2 separate regions of the Bicyclus anynana genome follow, and region 1 is linked to region 2. Evidence: chromatin contacts called from public Hi-C data. All regions are on one chromosome and are shown on one strand. Each heading gives the region's core, a stretch centred on a gene start, on an enhancer-like site or on the middle of the called end of the contact. The rest is flanking DNA. Distances are from core to core; before and after follow the strand shown.

Region 1 (3,026 bases), core at 430-2,929, 44 kb before region 2:
TATATTTCTTCAGGCCAACCTCAACAGGGTGAAACAGTGACCACGCCACTAGCGAGTGTACAGGAAGAGAAGGAGGAGACAGATTGGACACAAAACGATGAACAAAATGCGCAACAAGAAAATGGTATGCTATACTATAAAAAACTTATGAAAGTAACTAAAGCACAGATTAAAATATTTGTCAGAATTAAATTAACCCTTGATTAAAATACTGTTAACTTCCGAAAGAACTATAACTCCTATAACACGATCAATAAATTTGAATTTAATCAAAATGCAAACATTTAGGCCTAGGAAAATATCGCTCACTCGAGAGCAATTTCGACGCTAATAGTTCTCAATATTTGCTATTCACGTCGTTAGATTTGTCGTTGATGCATCTTGGGCCTAATGGATGTGCTTTATTGAAACAGTAAGGGTTTTTTGTAAGGTCTGGATGATTTACTTAATCTAATCTACTGAATATAATACTTACTCTTTACAAGAAACATAAAATAAGCTCTCATTCTACTGTAATCACGCCTGAAATAAGTTTTAATAGTTCTGTCTTTCCTAAAGTACATTTAATTTATATCTGCAGGTGCACGAGAAGAAAACAACAATGAAATGAAGAGGAAAACCAGTGTCGTAACCGAAGATCTCGGGGAGAACCAGGACGGCGACGTGTTGGAGTCCGCGCCAGTTATATCCATGGTCACTAACCACACTAACGGAACCCTTAACTTGTGGCAGTTAACGTTCGACGACAAATCCAAATTTTCACAGGTATGAAAGAAGCCACTGCATTCTGTAAAGTTGCAACGCTATTACATCGTTCGTTGCCATGGCAACTTCGGTGTTAGTGACATTTTAATTTTGGTATCCTATAAACATTAAGCTAAAATTCGAATAAGACGTGTTAAAGGCGAAAAGTTCGTCGATAAGTGTTAAATAGCGGACCCTTGTAAAATTTTTGTTAAAAAAAGAATAATTTAATGATTATTATTAAAAATGGCCAATAGCTGAACTAACGATAATTACTCTGAATCTAATAAACTATTCTTTTTTCAGGTGTTATCAATAGGTCACGCTTCTAGAGCATCGGGTCATAGGTTTAGAGTTAACGACATCACATGCCATCCAGTATTACCATTATTGCTAACGACAAGCCATCACAATATATCAGGTTAGTATTTTTACGATCCTTACGAATATTATTAACAATTTTTAGAACTGCAGGCCTAGGATGAAAATATTATTCTCTTCCGTCCTATTCGAACGAAATACAGAGCGAGCGGGCTTATCCGTCAGGCAATTTGAGTTTTCTTCCAAGAAATTCTTAGTAGAAGCCAGGAGTTGATTATACTTATTTAAGGTATTATAGGTATTTATATAAGGTATTACATATACAAGCCTCAGAGAGCAAGTTAGGCCGTCAGACGCGGTCATTGTCTTTCGATATTGATGGTCTTACAAGCTATGCCCGTCAAACCGCATTGGATCTACATATCGAATCTTCAAGTACCCTCTTATAGGAGGGAAGAGTCTACCAGTAGTGGTTCATGAAAAATTAGGTTGATAATAGTAATAAGAAATTAATCTATAACAGATCACGAAAGGGAGGTAACGAATGTGGACGAGGACGCGGCCGCAGGCGGCCTCTGCTCGGAGCTAATTATGTGGCGCGTTGAGTGCGTGGGCCCGCTCGGCAAGTCAGGCGGCGTTTCCGAGCTCGCGCGAGTCAACTCGCCCCACCTCTCGGCCTTCAGTAACGTCGCTTGGTTGCCCACTCTACTGCCTAGGTGAGTTTGAATGCACTGCACGTTACATACTGTGCTCCGAGCTCATCATGGGGCGCTTGCAATTCGTAGGCTTGCATGTATTTCGGCAAGTCTTAAATACGTATATACTTTTTATGTACCATGACAATTATGTACATTCTTCTGATACCTTTATTCATAAGCTAAATAATATAAAAAAAACTATGACCTTGAAAAAATTACTCCAGGTAATCTTTTAGCAGTTTCGTTAATGATAATTACCTATTTTATCTGCAGTACAACCTTGGGAAACTTATCAAATTCACCATCAGCCTGTTTCGTGGCCAGCGACGGAGAAAGCTTAAGATTGTTCCAAGCGGTCATCGACGCGCGAACTTTGTTAGCTGAAATTGCTACTTCAGAACGTCGACATAAAGATGTTATGGTAAGCTTTAATATCATTTTACCTCCTTGGTAAAAATATTTAGATTTTTTTATTGTTATATAAATAAATTGTATGTAATATATTTCTTTTATATGTAGCACCACGACACTATGTCACTATCGTCTGATTCGACTGTAGAAGAAGGCGGCATACCTCTCCACCAGCGCATAAAGATCGTGTCCCAGCAGTCGACGGCGCGACCCGGAGCGATCATACAGCTGCACGCGATAGCGGACGCGACGCACGACTGGCACAACACGCAGCTCCTGCACGTGTTCCAGGAGCAGCTAATTACTGGTGAGCTTTATGTGTAGCATCACGATACGAGCTATCGTCCGACTCGACTATAGACGAAGAGAAAAATACAAATGTCGATCAATAGCGGTGAAATTGTCCCAGTCCCAGACCTTTCGCCTCAACGCAATGAAAGAGAGAGAGTAATACTTCTGGTTCCGTGCTGGTCCACAATATGTCACTTTGTTTTCACGAGATATATCGTGACGCGCATGGTAAGTCTGCAGGAACAATTGATTAATTATTATTGGTTAGGAAACTTTTTTTTCATTATGTATAGCAAACGCTTAGCTGCAATCACACCTGATGGTAAGCGATGATGCAGCCTGTGGTTGAACGCGCTTGCCTAGAAATTGTCTATTCACACTTGACTTGATACCCATATTGAAGCTGGTCAATATGGGTATCAAGTTGATTTTAGTCTTATAAGAAACAAATACATTGTTTGCTTATTTCATGTATGATCTTTTAATATGTAAGAGTAGATAAACATATTTTAGGAATTAAATTAACTTGTGAATGTAATAAACAGGTGAACGTACATCCAG
Region 2 (2,829 bases), core at 315-2,814:
GAACCTCGCCCTGTGGCAGCTGCACCCTTCCGCCGCCACTGGCAACCAGCCGCACGCTTCGCCGAGACCGTTCTTTGTACGTACAAACATTTTGATGATTTTTAAATTGCTAGTACTTATTAGTACTAAATAGCGAAGATATTGATTTCACCCCGTTTTTTCTAAAATCTAGTTTTTAGCGAAACTTGTCGTTTAAACTAGAAATAAGTAATAGAAACTAGTAATAACTAGAAATAAGTAATAGTTAAGGCTAGTACGGAAAGTCAAGAAATATCAATTTTTTAAAAATTTCATAATCTTTTTTTTTTACCAAATTAGGTCATTTTTAGATTTCCTATATGATTTGAACCAATTTAGACCGTTAGATTAAAAACGATCTATAAAAATGATGAAAATTAATTTTCACTTTTATTTAGATTTTTAAATTTAAAATTAAATTTGGAATTTAATTTGGAATTTAATTTTAATTTTTTAAATTTAAAAAATCTAAATTTCAAATTATCTAATACTTACAAGTATGACCTGGAAGGTCAACCGATTTACTAATTGTAATTTAATTTTAATGACGAAGGCTGTTTGCGAAATTTGAGCCAAATTAGAGCGGCCAGTTTAATTTTTTTTTGATCTTATATATTTGTAATATAATCTATATAATCTATTTGTTTTGTAATAAAATAAGATTATCCGTTTGTTTCAGACACATCAATGCCACAGTAAAGGCATAAGCGACTTTGTATTCTTAGGTTCCTGTAGTTTAGTTGCCACAGGTAAACAAAGAATTGTGTTTATGATTGATTGACATTATGTGGTTTTTTATTAAAGATTTAAAATAAATGTTTTTTATTACAGCTGGTCATAGTTCGGAGAGTAAAAATGTTGCCATTTGGGATACACTAATGCCCGTAAAGAAAGCTTTAGTGGTTTGTGAGTACCTCTTGAAAATTTATTACATTTGCGATAAGTCCAAATTTAACTGTGTTTAGTTTAAAATTGAATTATTGAAGTTGTAATACTAAGTTAATTCAAAAGTCGATATATTTGCGTACGCGAGTATAACAGTGCTCGTTTATAGATTCACATTTTCGTACGATTGCTATCAACGTCCGTTCAAAGTCTTAATTACTGCTTACGCTTGCGTTACGTCCATTCAAAGTTGTCGCATTCAAAGTAAACTGGCATAACAACAACAGTGCGTACATTTGCAAAAATTATCACGTAGCGTACGTTTGCATAACAACGTCCATTTAAAGTTGTCTAGTTTGCATACGCTTGTATTACAACGTCAGTTCAAAGTCACGTATGCGTACATTTGCATACCAACCTCCATTTAAAGATGTCTCGTTTGCGAACTCTTGCATTACAACGTCAAAACTGGTCACGTTTACGTACCGTACGCTCGCATGATAAAGTGATCACATGGTTAAGTTGTCGTTTGTGGTCACAGCGTGGACGTGCCACGAGGGCGGCGCTGCGTGCGTGGCGTGGGCGGGGCAGGCGGGCGCGCTGGTGTCGTGCGGGCGGCGCGGCGACGTGCTCGTGTGGGACCTGCGCGCGCGTGCCCCTCGGCATAAGCTGCACGCCCACCACGCGCCCATCAAGTGTGTGTCGCTGTCGCCGAGGGAGGACTACTACGCGATTGGCGCTGCGGACGGTGATATTAAAGTAGGTTGCTCTTGTGAAGTAAAACTTCTGTATGTATTGTATAGTGTATTAGTAGAGGATCCCAATCTAAGACGACCTTCACCCATCTGTTTACTGAATGAAAATTGTTTTCTATCAAATTAAATATATAATAAAATATATCGCCAATGGGTTGAATAAAAAAATAGTCCAGAATATGATTAATAACAATTTTTTTTTCTTTTTAAATTTTTACTGGTTTTGTTAACAGACAAAGCCCATATCAATCGAGCGAGTGAAAGTATGAATCCTTTAGAATATGTAAACGTTAGGTTGACTATTTTTTTCTCGTCACAACAGGTAGGCAGGTATAAACACAAACAGGTAAATCGATACTGACTAGCCGTCTGTGTGTGAAGAGGTTAATGAATTAAAGTTAAAATAAAATGAAAATCTGAGACTATTAACTGCTCACTTCAGGGTCAGGCCTCCCTCCTTATAAGAGGGGAGAAATGGAGCTTAGACCCACCACGCTGCCCCAACACCACATACTCTAATGGTATTATTCGCTATGGTTACAGGTGTTCTCCTTAGCCACGCATCAGCTGTTGCACACATTCGCGGGCGAGCACGCGAGGAGCTCGTTCTTCAAACACATCGGCCAAGGCGTCACACAAATACATATAGGTAACAAATACCAGTTATAATGGTCTAAGCATATTTATACAGGGTGCTCGGGAGTATTTCCCATAACTCTAGGGTTATATTCTCTTTTTTTTTTTATTCTTTACAAGTTAGTCCTTGACTACAATCTCACCTGATGGTAAGTGATGATGTAATCTAAGATGGAAGCGAACTTGTTAGGAGGAGGATGAAAATCCACACTCCTTTCGGTTTCTACACGACATCGTACCGGAACGCTAAATCGCTTGGCGGTACGTCTTTGTCGGTAGGGTGGTAACTAGCCACGGTCGAAGCCTCCTACCAGCTAGACCTGGACCAATTAAGAAAACCTCAATCGGCCCAGCCGGGGATCGAACCCAGGACCTCCGTCATTAAATCCACCGCGCATACCACTGCGCCACGGAGGCCGTCAAAAAATAAAAAGGAAGGAAGGCCGTCTCTAAGGAAAATTAATAAACAATGTCTAAGGAACATATATTCTGAAATGAAATATTTCTTTTGTAAATAGATGTTGTCTCCCCTTAA

Evidence for each region. A called contact is a pair of places that touch in the nucleus more often than the background predicts.
Region 1: a contact with region 2 is called in a Hi-C map of whole body, with 2.1 times the contacts expected there. The contact joins two enhancer-like sites. A contact is called at or near these places in 2 of 2 Hi-C or Micro-C datasets (whole body and whole larva).

What each region holds. Positions count from the first base shown.
Region 1 is chr17:11,796,399-11,799,424 of ilBicAnyn1.1, reverse strand. It overlaps LOC112046776 (dmX-like protein 2), which reads left to right. Exons shown (of 62, transcript XM_052886513.1): 13 at 14-124; 14 at 581-765; 15 at 1,051-1,165; 16 at 1,589-1,781; 17 at 2,037-2,184; 18 at 2,283-2,481; 19 at 3,011-3,026. Among protein-coding and RNA genes, the nearest start is that of LOC112046776, 30 kb to the left of the region's middle. Within about 2 kb of position 1,679, at least 4 of the 8 cell types and tissues checked have open chromatin away from gene starts, as enhancers often do.
Region 2 is chr17:11,752,621-11,755,449 of ilBicAnyn1.1, reverse strand. LOC112046776 (dmX-like protein 2) reads left to right here. Exons shown (of 62, transcript XM_052886513.1): 56 at 1-76; 57 at 698-767; 58 at 850-924; 59 at 1,445-1,662; 60 at 2,202-2,307. Among protein-coding and RNA genes, the nearest start is that of LOC112046763, 16 kb to the right of the region's middle. Within about 2 kb of position 1,564, at least 4 of the 8 cell types and tissues checked have open chromatin away from gene starts, as enhancers often do.